Linked DNA regions of Capra hircus: region 2 is linked to region 1. Evidence: chromatin contacts called from public Hi-C data. All regions are on one chromosome and are shown on one strand. The core of a region is the stretch at or near the end of the contact, and the rest is flanking DNA. Distances in the headings are between cores, read along the strand shown.

Evidence for each region. Hi-C and Micro-C count contacts between places; a contact is called where the count stands out from the background.
Region 2: a Hi-C map of blood shows a contact between it and region 1, with 2.7 times the contacts expected there. The contact joins the enhancer-like site here to the promoter of CTTNBP2NL in region 1. A contact is called at or near these places in 4 of 5 Hi-C or Micro-C datasets (blood and liver).

What each region holds. Positions count from the first base shown.
Region 1 is chr3:89,709,042-89,716,401 of ARS1.2, forward strand. CTTNBP2NL (CTTNBP2 N-terminal-like protein) reads left to right here and starts at 4,745. Exons shown (of 5, transcript XM_018045918.1): 1 at 4,745-4,821.
Region 2 is chr3:89,766,804-89,774,163 of ARS1.2, forward strand. No RefSeq gene overlaps it. Among named protein-coding and RNA genes, the nearest start is that of WNT2B, 22 kb to the right of the region's middle. Within about 2 kb of position 3,763, at least 3 of the 5 cell types and tissues checked have an H3K27ac peak or open chromatin away from gene starts, as enhancers often do.

The DNA.
Region 1 (7,360 bases), core at 3,495-5,994:
AATGCTTTCATGCCCATCATCTCACTTGGATAGTCACAACCACTTGAAGGAACTGATTCCATTTAAGAAATGAGGAAACTGAGGCTCAGGTAAGTGCCAATAGCTCGCCTCTTCCCTGCTGTTTTCATTTGCCACCTACTGTTCTCTTCTCTCTTGCCTTCCCCAGAAGATTGCTATTCATCTCCAAGTATTCCAAAAATCAAATTTAAAAATATTCGTTGCATTCCCTGTCTTCCTAACCCATCTCGTATGATGGAGACATGATAGAGCATAGTAATTATGAGGGTGGACTTAGGAGTCAGATCTGAGTAAATATTCCATGTTCATCTCTTATGAATTCCATGACCATGGACCTCTTTGCGCCTCAATTTCCTTATCTGTAAAACAGGAATATTCACATCTCATTCCTGGAATTCTTTTAAGGGTTAAATGAGATGTACTCCGAAGCATTTTCATAGTGCCTGCCATATAGTAAAGGCTTGAGAAATGCTTCTAGCATATATAATTATCATACAATTATAGAACTGAAATGGTCTTTAGGAATTAGGTTGCTAATTTCATGCTATTACCAGTGAAGCTAAATGCAGTTAAGTTGGGGGCGTTACTTTGTGAAGTAGTTTTGCACACAGGTTTGAATGTTTCCCATCCCTGCCCCCCTCCAAATCCTCAGAATGTGAACTTTCTTTGAAATGAGATATTTGCAGATGTCATGAGCTAAGATGAGGTCATACTAGATTAGGATGAGTTCTAAATCCAGTATGACTGTTATCCTTAGAAGAAGAGGAGAAGACAGATAGAGGCATTAAGTCACAGAGGGGGAAATGCCATGTGAAGACAGAAGCAGAGAATAACACAATTCAGCTACAAGCCAAGGATTGCCAGGAACCCTCATAAGCTAGGAGAGCAGGGTGACCCTCCATAAGCCCACTCCTACCAACACCCCTCACCAAGGAACCAACCTTGTCAAAACCTTAATTTCAGACTCCTAGCCTCCTCACTGAGAGAGAATACATCTCTGTTATTTTAAATCACCCCATTTAAGGTCAGTTGTCACAGCAGCCCTAAGAAACTACAGTTTGTGACAGGGAGAACTCCAGCAGAACTCACACATTTTTCTTTTACATTTCCAGTCTAGCCCTCTTTTACTCTATCATTGCCTCCCCCAAACCAGCAATAAACATTCATGGTACACCTACCTAGGAAGTTTACTCATTTGGAGAAAAATTAACACACACTATACTCTTTAGTGCTTCTTACTAAATTGTTACCTGACATACAGTAGGCATTTAATAAATACTACTGGCATGTTGATACAATAATAGATATAAAAATAGTATGTTGTGTTAAACAACTTTAGGTAATTATTACAAACCCACTTTCTACCTCTGTACACCTGTGTGCCAGACTCTAATTTATTTAGACATTGTATACATTTGAAGAATCATTGAACTTCAAATTCACAGGCACTGGCCATGCACTAGCTCCAGGGGTGATGAATTAAAAGGATAATAATCTGAATACCCTCAGGACTCAATCCTACGAGGCAGGGATGACCTCATTCTTGCTGGGTCCTCCCACACTCACTGAGGAAAGTCAGCAAGAGCTCAGAAAATCTGGGGAGCCGCCAGTTGCTCTGAAGGAAGTAGGTGCCAGGTCAGCCTGGGAGTAGAATGGGTAATGGTGGGTTAACAAAGGGAAGGAGGGGAGGAGGGGTGAGCTGATTCACTGGGACAACTCTTACAGTGACTCAGAAGCCAGCAGAAAATAGCCTGTTCTCCTGCATCTGCCTCACTGTCGGGCAATGAGGCACTTCCTCATTGCACACCCAGAAGGCAGGGCAAAAGGGCGGAGGAGGAAATGGAATTTTTCAAATTCGTGGGCCTAGTCCAGCACTTAAACTCTGTTTTTTAACCATTCCAGACATTTTGTTTCAAGTGAAGTCAGTATTTGTTGAACACCTACTATGTCCCTGGCCCTTCATCTTGCCTTTCAGAACACAGGGAATGATGTCTTTCTGAAGTTCTGAATTTCCTATTTGTTACTTCAGAAGCATCTGAGCTGCTGTGAAGCCCTTCAGTACAGTCCTCTTGTCCTTCAAACATACATACAGAGGACATTCTCAAGCCAGCAGTCAATAGAGGGAGACATGGAGCCCATTTCTGTTTCTAATGCTAGTTGGAGGTCATCCAGACTCACTCTCTGAACCGGCCCTCCTCCTGAAAGCCAAGTGTATAGAGAGCAGAATATAGCACAGAGTTGGAATCCACATCCTTGTTGGAAGGTCTTTGTTTTCAATTTACCAGTTCTATGGCTTTACTTGATTTCTCTGAATTTCTCTCTTCTCTGTAAAATAGGCACCAATGGTCTATCTTACAGCTAAGGAAAGATATTACATTTGTGTGCGTGTGTGTGCGTGCCTGCACAGTTGTGTTCGACTCTTTGCGACCCCATGGACTGTAGCCCACCAGGCTTCTCTGTCCATGAAATTCTCCAGGCAAGAATACTGGCATGGGTAGCTGTTCCTTTTTGCAGGGGATCTTCCCGACCCAGGGATCAAATTCGTGTCTCCTGTGTGAAGATTAAATATCATTATATGAAAATAACTTGCAGGAATGGCAACCTAGACAGCATATTAAAAAGCAGAGACATTACTTTGCCAACAAAGGTCCATCTAGTCAAAGCTATGGTCTTTTCCAGTAGTCATGTATGAATGTGAGAGTTGGACTATAAAGAAAGCTGAGCACCAAAGAATTGATGCTTTTGAACTGTGGTGTTGAAGACTCTTGAGAGTCCCTTGGACTGCAAGAAGATCCAACCAGTCTATCCTAAAGGAGATCAGTCCTGAATATTCATTGGAAGGACTGATGCTGAAGCTGAAACTCCAATACTTTGTCTACCTGATGTGAACTACTGACTCATTTGAAAAGACCCTGATGCTGGGAAAGAGTGAAGGCAGGAGAAGGGGACGACAGAGGATGAGATGGTTGGATGGCATCACCAATTCGATGGACATCTGTTTGAGAAGCTCCAGGAGTTGGTGATGGACAGGGATTCCTGGCATGGGGTCGGACACAACTGAGCGACTGAACTGAATGGCATTAATAGGGCTTCCCAGGTGGCTCAGTGGTAAAGAATCCACCTGCCAATGCAAGAGACAAGGGTTTGATCTTTGGGTCGGGAAGATCCCCTGGAGGAGGAAATGGCAACACAATCCAGCATTCTTGCCAGGAAAATCCCATGGACAAAGGAGCCTGGTGGGCTACAATCCATGCAGTTACAAAAGCGTCAGACCTGACTGAGCACTTATGCAACAAAACGGCATTAATACTGGTTTGCTTCCTTCGAACTTCCCTATGTTTGCAGACTGACTACATCCCTCCACCTGACTGCAAACTGCGTGTGGACAGAGCTGGATCTGTCTTGAGACAGTCTGCCTAGGTGAGTAGGAGGCCTCGGTACTGCTTTGCTTAATAATAATTGTTAATATTAGAAATAATACATTGAAATTAATTCATATTACTTATGCATTATAAATAATTGTAAGCATGTATTATATTTAAAGCAATGTGATTATTATTCTTTTAACCAGTTGAACTGGAATCCGTGAACGGGAAAAAGAAATCCAGAAACTTTGACCTCAGGAAGGGATGCACCCTCTCGCTTCTCTGGGTTATTTGGTGCTGGAGGGCTTAGTGCGGGGCTTCCCAGGTGGCTCAGCGGTAAAGAATCCACCTGCAATGCAGGAGATGCGGGTTGGATCTCTGGATCAGAAAGATGCCCTGGAGAAGGAAATGGCAACCCACTCCAGTATTCTTGCCTGGAAAAGTCCATGGACAGAAAAGCCTGGCGGACCCATTGAGTCACAGAAGAGTCGGACGTGACTTAGCGACTAAACAAGGGCTTGCTGCCACCAGATCTGCACTCCTGTGTTCACGAGGGACAGACATTCCTTGCATCCTCTACTGTCCTTTGTCCCAGCAGGGCTGCGGCAGCCTACAGTACAATGGGGCCAAAGACACAAAAATTCTCATTTGGAAAACAGCGTAGAAAACATTGACACACAAATTTTATTCATTCGATTTCTACCTGGAAAGGAAGTCGGGTTGGAAAGCTACCCGGCGTCTCCGCTCCAGGGGTTCCAGGGGCTCCAGAAGCTACTATTCTCTTCCAAATATAATGTGAAAAGAGGGGTCTCTGGGTTTTTCGTCTTTGCTCCCTTCTCTAGCACACGCTTTGTCCCCCTCTCCCCCCTCCCCCGCCAAAAAAAAAAAAAAGTGTGTCGGGGGGTAGAACAGGCAAGCCACGTTACCAGGTTTTCAACAACAGGTTTTCTAAACACCAGAGCGCACTTCATTTATTAACATTTTGGATGAAACGTTAATGTGCCCAGTCAGGACACCCGAAACCCATTCCTGAGCTTCCCCTACAACGAGGGTACACACGAAGCACTCGCCACCATCTGGTCCCGAAAGCCCATAGAAGGTGGAAAGTTGCAAAATCCGGGCCCGGAGGGGCGCAAGCCCACCCCGAGCCGGGGCAGGAGGACTACGCTTCCTCCCGGAAGTGACGTGAGCTCAATCCCAGCTTGGCTCTCCCCAAACAAAAGGGATCTTGGGGCCCCGGGAGGAGCCTAAATGACATTGGAGAAGCCCCTCCTCCAGCCGGCGCGGATTGGTTTCGGGGCTGGAGAGGCGAGGAGGCCATTGGCTCTGCCGAATGCCAGTGCCCCCGCCTGGCTGTTGAGGGGCGGGGCTTCGAGGGGCTGTGGATGGAGAGGGTGGCGGAGGCGGCAGGGAGAGGAACCTTGAGCGCCGGGAAAAGGTAGGAGCCGTTGGCGCCGGGGCTTGGCGGCGGCTGGGAGGCCAGGTTCTCGTAAGAAAAACAGGGGTAGAACCGCCGGTGTCCTCCCGCCACCGTCCCAACTGCCACTCGCGCCCATCCCCTGAGGGGGCGGGGCCGTCTCCTCTACCTCCCGGTATTCCCTGAGGAGGCGGCTCCTCATCCTTCGAGGGTGCTTGCAGCTACTTATTGTCCCCCATCAATCCCAGCTTCCCAGAAGGGGCTGGTTTTCCTGACACCCCTCATTTAAAAGGTCCCTCACCTAGCCCCTCAACCTTGGGAGAAGGCGTACAGGTTCCCATTCTTTAGACTGCCGCCCCCGCCCCCATTTTGTACCCCTAGGAGGCCAGACATCTCTTCCAACACCTGTCCTTGCTCGCAAGGGAGGGACCAGAGGTAATTTTATCCATAAGATAAAAATCAGTGTTTTCAAAAAGAAGAGAGATGGGACGATGCAAAAATCAAAAGACCCGACCTAGACAGCCAGCTCCACGGACGAATCGGCCTTCCCCAACTTGGGTTCCTCCCATCCCCCATTCTGTATTCCTGAGCCTTCCCCCTGAATCCTCTATTCTCCTATTGAGCTGGGGCGGGGGCGGGGGGCGGTATCGAGAGTTCCTCTGCTTGGGGACTTTTTGACTCTGGAGGAGGAGAAATAGTAACCCTTCCCGACCCCGCTTTGTACCTTTACTCTATTACTTGAAAGAGAACCTAACCTCTGAGGATTGTTTTTTTTTAGGTTTGAGTTGCGTTTCGTTTTTGCTTTCTATCCTATTTCTTCCTGAAAATTTGATGAAAAATCGCCTTTTAGTATTAAACAGTGAATTGAGCGTGTTGTATATCTACAGAGTTGTCGTTGTGGGTAGGAATGCAGTGTATATTGTTGGACTGTCCGTAACAGCATGCTTTCAAGTGAAGCAGTACAGATAACTAAATAAAGAGCTTTAGATTAGGAATGAGTGACTTCCAGTCTAGGTGGGCTGGTCTGTTGCTCAGGGAGACTGCAGTTAACCTTGAAGGTGTAGTTCTTTTGAAACAAAAGGGAGGAAGTGTTTGAAGAAAATTCAGGTTCAGTGGTCTAGGTTTATGATTAATCTGGTCAGGTAGCCTTTGGTTACTCTCTAGCCCCTATTTTATGGTGGGTTTTTTCCTCTAGGAGAAACTGATGTGTAATATATATATATGATGTTGACTGGCTTTACAAGACCAGTATTATCTACCAAAATTCAGGGGATAAAAATTAAAAGCACATTTTAAATTTCAGAGATAAGGATTAATAAAAGCAAGGTAAACTCTAGCTATTCAGACACATGTGACTACCAAAGAGAGTCTCTATAGGGTGCTCATAAAGACCTTCATTTCAGCAGGTGCAAAATATTGATAATTTTGGCCTAATGTAAATGCCATTGACTCCCCATTAACCATCTGTTGCTAGCGCTTTTATACATTAAAATCCGCCATATTTTTTAGCGTTGTTTCTTTTGCTTTCAATCCAAAGTCTGTCTTACTACTGTTTTCTGAAGTCAAAGATAGTAACAATGGGATTGGAGGAGTTGGAATCATGAGGGGCAATCATAAGGGCTGTCTGTTACTTTCCTGATAAGCGTCTCTGAAGGTAGACGTCATGAAGGTAATTAATTTTGAATAGTTAGGTTGGACGTTTTCGGAGCCAGTCTCCCTCTGCATAGACCCACTCAATGACTGTTTCCAGATCTCCAATAAAAAGGCCCAGAGAAGAAACTGCGGAGGGTCTCTCCAGCACACACCAAGCATACTGCAGTGGGCTGGTAAGGGCCCCCCAGCAATAGCAGCAGAGAAAAACTAAAAGCAGAGCAGTAAATCCCCAAAAGATATATCTTCCTTTATGAACAGAGAAAAGAAAATAAACCAATGTAAAGAGACTAAGGAAAACAAAGTTGTGGTGATTGCCAGGGCCTTTATGAGCAGAAAGGAAAAAGCAAATAATGCTCTTTGATTCCTTGGCATAACAAGCAAGATTTATTCGATACACATTTGAATCGCAGAAATCTTTAACTTTTTCGACACCTGTTTAGTAGTGTTAGATGAAGAAAAGCATCGTATGCAGAGATTTTTCTAATGTATGTGTAGTCTATCTCATTATAAAGTCTTCAGGAGGTGTTAGTATGTTTTGTTTCACCTTTATACCTTTCACAGTGCCTAGTATATAGTTTGACTTAATGAGTGTTGAACTTCATTTGAAGCTGACACCTTCCGGTAGACTAGAAAGATGTACTGATAAGATATGGCATATCTTGTTGGTATAAACAGTCCATTTCTTTCTGCCTTGTTTTCCCGATCTGATGTCTTCTGGCGCTCCAGTATCTTCAATGACTCTAAAATACTGAATTTTGTAGTAGAAGATGTCTGCTGGTTAGATATATAATTTTGAAGTAATGAATTTTGAAGTTTGAAATTTGAACCAGACTTATTAATGTAATCAGTGCTAGTCTTTTAGCATTTTATTTTTCTAAAAATCTGACCTGAGAGGAATGAAGTGAAT
Region 2 (7,360 bases), core at 2,513-5,012, 57 kb after region 1:
TTCACACAGTGTGGTTGTTTACATATCTACATTCCTAGCATTTAAGCCAATTACTGGTTATATCCATTTTTCAGCAAGTACTACCTGGGTCGAGAAGATCCCCTGGAGGAGGACATGGCAACCCCCTCCAGTGTTCTTGCCTGGAGAATCCCATGGACCAGGGAGCCTGGCAGGCTACAGTCTATAGGGTCGCAAAGAGTCAGACATAACTGAAGCGACTTGGTACACATATGTAACTTATAAAGAGTACTTCTAATGCTTGGCTCTTGAAACAGAATTTCAAATGTCTTTTGAAAAATGCATCACAGGTAGGAAATGAGCATCATTTGTTCCAAAAGAATAATTTTAGTTGCTATAAAACTAGTTGAGAAAACCTGAGAGCCTGTCCACCCATTTGCTCACATATCAATGGCCAGTTTACTGGTAAAAGCAAAGGAAGAGAAAGGACACTGGGGTACTGGTTCTCAAACTGGTGTTGTACTCACAGGAATCCTGCTAAAAATAAAGATTCCTGGGGACTGGGCCTGAGGGCCAGCTGATGCAGGTGATTTGAAGATCACATTTTGAGAAATAGTTCCTCATAACCCTCACTTGTTCTTTCACAAGAACTCACTTGCCTCTAACAGAAGGAAATGACTTAAAGCTCTGGAATCTGTCTTGCAAGAATGTCAGTGGTATTCGAAGTCAAGAGTGCCTACTTGGATTCCAAGGACCATGTTAATGATTTCACTCACATCTTCCCTTAGTAATTGGCGCAAGGGTGCTGCAAAGTGTTATCCCTGGTGTACACATGAGGTAGTGGTGAATACCAGAGGTTTGTACCGGGTACCTTAGTAGGTGACAGGGCTGGACTGAAAACCCAGTGCTTTGCTGCTTCCACTACCTGTTTCCCAAATGAGAATCTCCTGAGTCACTCATTACGCCAGTTCCAGGCCCCTCCCCATAGAGATTCCAATCAGTGGACCAAGGTGGAGCTCAAGATAAGTGTCTGGGCTGCTGCTTAGCATGAGGCAGGTTTATACCTCACAGGACACCATGCTGCTGCTTTACCACCCTAACCTAGAGGCATTTATCAGCTCAGGTAAGTGGAACAAAAAACACTAATTCCCCTCAAGCAACTGAGATCTCTTATATAATTAAGATAGAGACAGAAACCAACATAGCTATTAGAGAAAAACCTCAAGGTACTCACAATCCAGTTGGGGGACACACTATGTTATAAAAAGAGACTAGAGACAATAATGCAGGTGGGGTGGAAATACCATATAGGGTCACTAAAGGCGGTCCTAGCAAAAATAGCTGTTTGTGGGCGGAAACAGTTCACTAGAGAAGAAGCAAATGCCTTTTCTCCTCTCTCCAAAGCATTATTTACCTGGACTTCCACACCATCTCCCTGTGTTTCCAATATGTTTCAGTTGGCTTATCTTGGTCTTCAGATGAAAGCTAAGTCCTGTTTCAGAGAGACTGACAGAGCTCCCAGGCCACAGCAGTCTGCAAAAACATTATCAAGTAACCTGTAGAGAAGACCTAGGAATGTGTAAAAGCCACGCTGACAAAGGACCTTCTGCCAAAATACCACATTACCCATAAATGTCCCCTCCTACCCTGTAAGTCTCCATAAGCAAAAGGGGAACGACAAGGTTTGAATAGAATCCAGTGGGTCCTGGGATACCTGCAAGTGACTGCTTCCCTTGGAGGGATATGAAAGCAGTTTCTCCTTTTGTCCCAGTGGTGTGAACGTCTGTGCTGCTGTTAAGACTGGAGGGGCACTGGGAAGGTCGCGTGGCTCTGCCCACACCACTGTGAAATGGCTGGCTTGGAAAAATTACTGGGAAGTGTAGCAGCAAGACTGGCCTTCTCCCTGGGGAGTCACCTACTTAATCTGACAAGAGTCCTACTAATTAACTCAGCATGGTAAACACGCAGGTCCCCCTTCAGGAATGAAGGATTTATTTTCCTAGCTGCAGGAAATGCTGACAGGAAACAGCTCTTGGCTGTAAGCCCTTTGGAAAGCAATTTGACACCAAGGTCACATCTCCTTTCATGGGCAGTCCATATCCAAAGACTGATATGGAGCATAAAGACCTGGCCCCCTTGTCCCAAATCAAGAGAGCTCTGACGGGTCATCCGAGCTTCTAAACTCCCTGTAGAGCTGACTAAGCCCTGCGTTGAGACTGCTACAGCTCAACTGTCCCCACCTCTTCTTTTTCCTCCCTCCCCTCTTCCTTCCTGTGGATTCCAAGGGTTCTCTCTGATAAGCCTGTGTGTGTTCAGTTGCTCAGTTGTGTCAGACTCTGCGACCCCCAAGGACTGTACACTGCCAGGCTCCTCTGTCCATGGGGATTCTCGATTCTCCAGGCAAGAATACTGGAGTGGGTTGCCACGCCCTCCAGGGGCTCTTCCCAGCCCAGGGATCAAACCCAGGTCTCCCACAGCACAGGCAGATTCTCTGCCTTCTGAGCCACCAGGGAAGCTCTTGGTAAGCTTCCTGCACCTTAATCTCTCAGACTCTGTTCTTTCTGGTCGTGACTAAGTCCCCTAAATGTGGGCGGACACATTTTCTGAGTATTTTATTTGGTACCAAGCTGTCAATCATGTATATTACATGTGTTACTTCATTTAATCAACACAACTACTGAAAGAGGCAGGTTATTCCTGCTTGACCCATAAAGTAATGAAGGCCTACTGAGGCCCAGGACATTGCTCAAGGTCCTACAACCCAGCTGGGCTGAGAGTCAGGGGCACAGCTGGGATTCAAACCTTCACTCATTAGGCCTTCAAGTCCACTCTCCTTCCAGTGGCCATACTATAGTAGAAAGTATGTAGGACATTTGGGATTTCCAGTGACTAAGACTCTGCCCTCGCAGTGCAAGGGCCTGGGGTTCAGTCCTTAGGGAACTAGATCCTACATGCCACAAGGAAGATCGAAGATCCTGCAACTAAGACCCGATGCAACCAAATAAGTAAATAATTTTTTTTAAATATGTAATACATGTGGGAAGTTCAGAACATTAGTTTGTGGACAGTAATACATTTAAGTATGAACCCCTGGTTTGTTAGCTTTCTTCTGAGACTGAGCTAGGAGCAGGACACTGAAAGAGAAGAGGCTTTGGTGGGGAGAAGAGAGAGGGATGACACATGGCATCATCAAGTGTTAGAGTGAGAAGGAAGCTTAGAGCCCCTTGACTCTAGCTCCCTTGTGCTGCAGATGGGGAGAACAAGGCTAGGTCTAAAGGTCTAGCTCACTCTTTCTGCTCAGCCACCTGCGCCTTTCCTGAGCCGACCTGGGACCAGAATTCCTAGCCCAGCCCCGGCTGTTCCCTCAGGCGCTCTTTCCTCCTCTCGCCTGTTTCTCCACAATGTCTGACCTTTGATCCTGTCCACCAGGGCTCTGCCCTCCGCCTGCTGGCCTAGGGCCACCTGCCATTCTGGTTGCCACAAAAATCCCATCCTCATGCCTGTGAACCGGTTTGACAGCCAAGGTGAGGCTGGGAGTGGGGAGGATTGCAGAGCTTCTACTCCGAGGCTATGCCTCCATCTGTAGCATCAGCTCTGGGAAGCACTTACTCACAAGGCATGACTTCCTCCTCCGGAATGGACAAGAAGCCTCTGAAGCCATGAGCACCTACCTCTCCCGGCTTGTGAGTCTGACCTGCCACACCTGCCTGTGGAGGAGACTGCAACTGAATATTTGGGGAGAGACACCTCCTTCCCCTGCTCCTCCTGCCCACCTGAACTCAGACCCACAGCTCTCCCAGGAAGGGTCTTCTGTATTCTCCAAAGACTTCCCCATCTCCCTTATAGTGGCCACCCCCACCCCCAGCCCACCTAACCCAAATCAAAACCTCTCAAGACCATCTGGGCCTCAGGGCAGACCGGGTGTCTAGGGGTGGCAGACTGGTAGCCACAGCACACAGGCCCCTTCTTCATCCCTAGTGTGTTTTCCTCTCCCAAGTCTTGGTGAGTCAGCACCACAGGGCCACACACAAGGCTCCTATTCAGGGCTCATTTTCCTTCCGCTCTGACTTAGATCTTGGCATCTCTCTCTCTCCCCCTCTCATTCTCTATGTGAGCCTTATTCTCAGCATGGGAAAGCTCTGCTCCCTGCCCTGTGCCTCTTCGGTTTCTCCCAATACCGCCCCCTCCCCCACCCCCAACACACACACCCACATTCCTCATCCTTACCTTCTGGGAGTTGTCAGTCTACCTCAGTTCTACCTCAGTTCTACTGCCAGTTCTACCTCAACAAGAGGTAGAACAAAGTAGAAATGTTAAACTGTTAAATCCTCATTCACATATTTTTAACGGGTGTTTGTTGTTGCTGGCTCTATGCAGATCTGAGCTATACTGAGGAGACACACACACACACACACACAAATCCCCTGGACATTTGCTGTGCCTGCCTGACACTGACACAGCTTATGTTTATTAAGCACTGACTCTGTGTAAAGCCTTATGCTAAAGGCTGGCATTTACACTGATGAGGGACACCCCAGAGTACTGCCAGGCAGCAAGTTCCCCAAAAGGGTGGCAGGGCCTCAAGTGCCTAAGAAGTTCAGGATTTAAATAAACAGAAGACAGAGGGATACAGGGTCGTACTGATCGGGGTGTACCTATAGGTATGCAGGACCTGGGGATGGGAAGTTAGGAGCAGCAGGAAAAGTTCAGAACAAGGATTGGCCATCCTCTGTGTAACCTTGAGCAAGAACTAACCTTGCTAGCCTTCATTTCAGCATCACGGTAAAGAAGCTATGAGAAACTTCCTTTGAGGTTTTCTGACATTAAGCGCGAAAGTACGTAAGACACGGTGAGTGCAGGCAGATTATTTGCAGCCGCTGGGGTATGGATTTCCCTGGTGGCTCAGACAGTAAAGCATCTGCCTACAATGCGGGAGGCCCAGGTTGGATCCCTTGAAGATCCTCTGGGGAAGGAAATGGCAACCCACTCCAGTACTCTTGCCTGGAAAATCCCATAGACGGAGGAGCCTGGCAGGCTACAGTCCATGGGGTCACAAAGAGTCGGACACGACTGCGCGACTTCGCTTTTGGGGAATGGAGCAACCGGCGAAAGGGTCTAGAAGGGAAGCTGAGAGGTTGCCACGGGCAGCCTCGCTCTTCATCGGAAAGCTGAATCGCTAGCGCCCCCTGGTGTTTCAGTCGCTAAGATTTTCTCTGCACCCAAGTCTGGCTGCACACCCACTTCCCTAGGAAAGGACCGGTCAGCAGTCTGGAAGGGACCCGCTTCAGACGGACTGGCGTGGGCAGGGTTGTGTCCCTTCCCCACGTGCGCACCCTACCGCCTCCTGCAGCTCAATCACCAGTCCCCGCCTTAAGGCGTGGAAGCCCAAATTCCTAGAAGGGTAGTCAACAACAGAAATTGCCTCGTGGGGTTGCTGTGTGCCTTGACTGAGAAACTCTTAAGACTCCAAACCAGTTAAGGCATAAGTAAGCACTCAAAAGGGCTTCCCTGGTGGCTCAGTAGTAAAGAACCTGCTTGCCAATGCAGGCGACGCGACTTTGATCCCTAGGTAAGGAAGGTCCCTTAGAGAAGGCAATGGCAACCCACTCCAGTATTCTTGCCTGGAAAATCCCATGGACAGAGGAGCTTGGCAGGTTTACAGTCCATGGGGTCGCAAAAGAGGTGGACATAACTTAGCGACCAAACAACACACAAAGCACGCAGAAAGGATAGTTCCTAGTATTACGTAGCGCCTAATAGTACATATACACGCTTTAGTTGCTCAGTCATGTGCGACTCTATGCGACCCCACGGACTGAAGCCCACCAGGTTCTTCTGTCCACAGGATTCTCCAGGCAAAAATACTGGAGTGGTTTGCCAGTCCCTTCTCCAGGGGATCTTGCCCACCCAGGGATGGAATCTGGGTCTCCTGAATTGTGGGCAGACTCTTTACAATCTGAGTGACCACGGTGGCTCCTAATAGTAGGTGATCTCCTACTCCTAATTACCTCCTAATAATACTAATAATGCCTCCTAATAGTAGGTGCTCCATAAACTCTGTTAAGTGAGGATGACTATCAATACATATTTGTATATTCATTCATCCCTTTAATTATGCTTCAAAAATATCTTGCTCCTTTATACAGTTTATGGGGGGGGGGTGTCTAGAGAATAAACCTTATTAAGCCAAACAAGTGAGCAAGAGCCAGCACTCTGTGGGAAGAAAAGAAAGAGATTTCACTTGTTCAAACACCCACACACTAGCTCCTACTAAGTAGAACTCACTGACTTAGGCACTGGGGTAGAGAAATAATTAGGTTTACAAGGCCTTAGGGGTTTAAAATGATGGTGGGAGAGACAGTACAAAACATGGTATCATGCGGACTGTGAGGGACTGTGATAAAAAACAGGAAGCCGCTCTCAAGTCTTTCCACAGGCACCACATTCTATGGACTGTGTATCTCCCAGGGCCTCTCACCTTCTGAGATGGCACCCGCTCTTCTACAGAGTGTGGCTCTCAGCAAAGCTATTTCTTACCTCTCACCTTCCCTCTTGCCGAATTTCTTCTGTATGAGAAATGAAGAATCTGAACTTCAGGAAGTCCTGGCACTGGTTTCACTTGCTCCTAGAGTGCTGACCCTGCCCTGGCTGGCACTTCAGACCTGCGTTCATGTCAAATACTGTGCTCAAGCCTTCAGCTCCGTGGCCCATGTGCAGAGACGCCTCCCCCGACGCATACACCGTGATTCAAGATGGTGCCAGTAGGCCACATGCAGAGATGTGCACCCAGGCGCTGCGAGATCTCCAGTGGGTTCTGGGAGAGCACAGCTGCACCAGACTTGTCGGAACTCTCTCCCCTCTCTGCTGACAAGATCCTTATAAAATAGGCCTGCTGCTGCTAAGTCGCTTCAGTCGTGTCCGACTCTGTGCGACCCCCATAGACGACAGCCCACCAGGCTCCCCCGTCCCTGGGATTCTTGAGGCAAGAACACTAGAGTGGGTTGCCATTTCCTTCTCCAATGAATGAAAGTGAAAAGTGAAAGTGAAGTCGCTCGGTGGTGTCCGACTCCTAGAGACCCCATGGACTGCAGCCCACCAGGCTCCTCCGTCCATGGGATTTTCCAGGCAAGAGTACTGCAGTGGCGTGCCATTGCCTTCTCCGTATAAAACAGCCCTACTGAGGGCCTTTCAGGAAGATATTGTACCCAGGAATATTAGCTCACAACTCTCCATTCTTCCTTCCAAGAATAAAGCTTGAAAAATAAATAAACTAAAAATAGGAATACACTGTGTTGACACAATTAATCTCCAGGGGAGTCAGGAAAGGCCTCATAGAGGAAATGACACTCATCCTGGTCTTGGAGGAGGGGTAGCTGCTCCCAGGAGATGAAGTCGGTGAAGA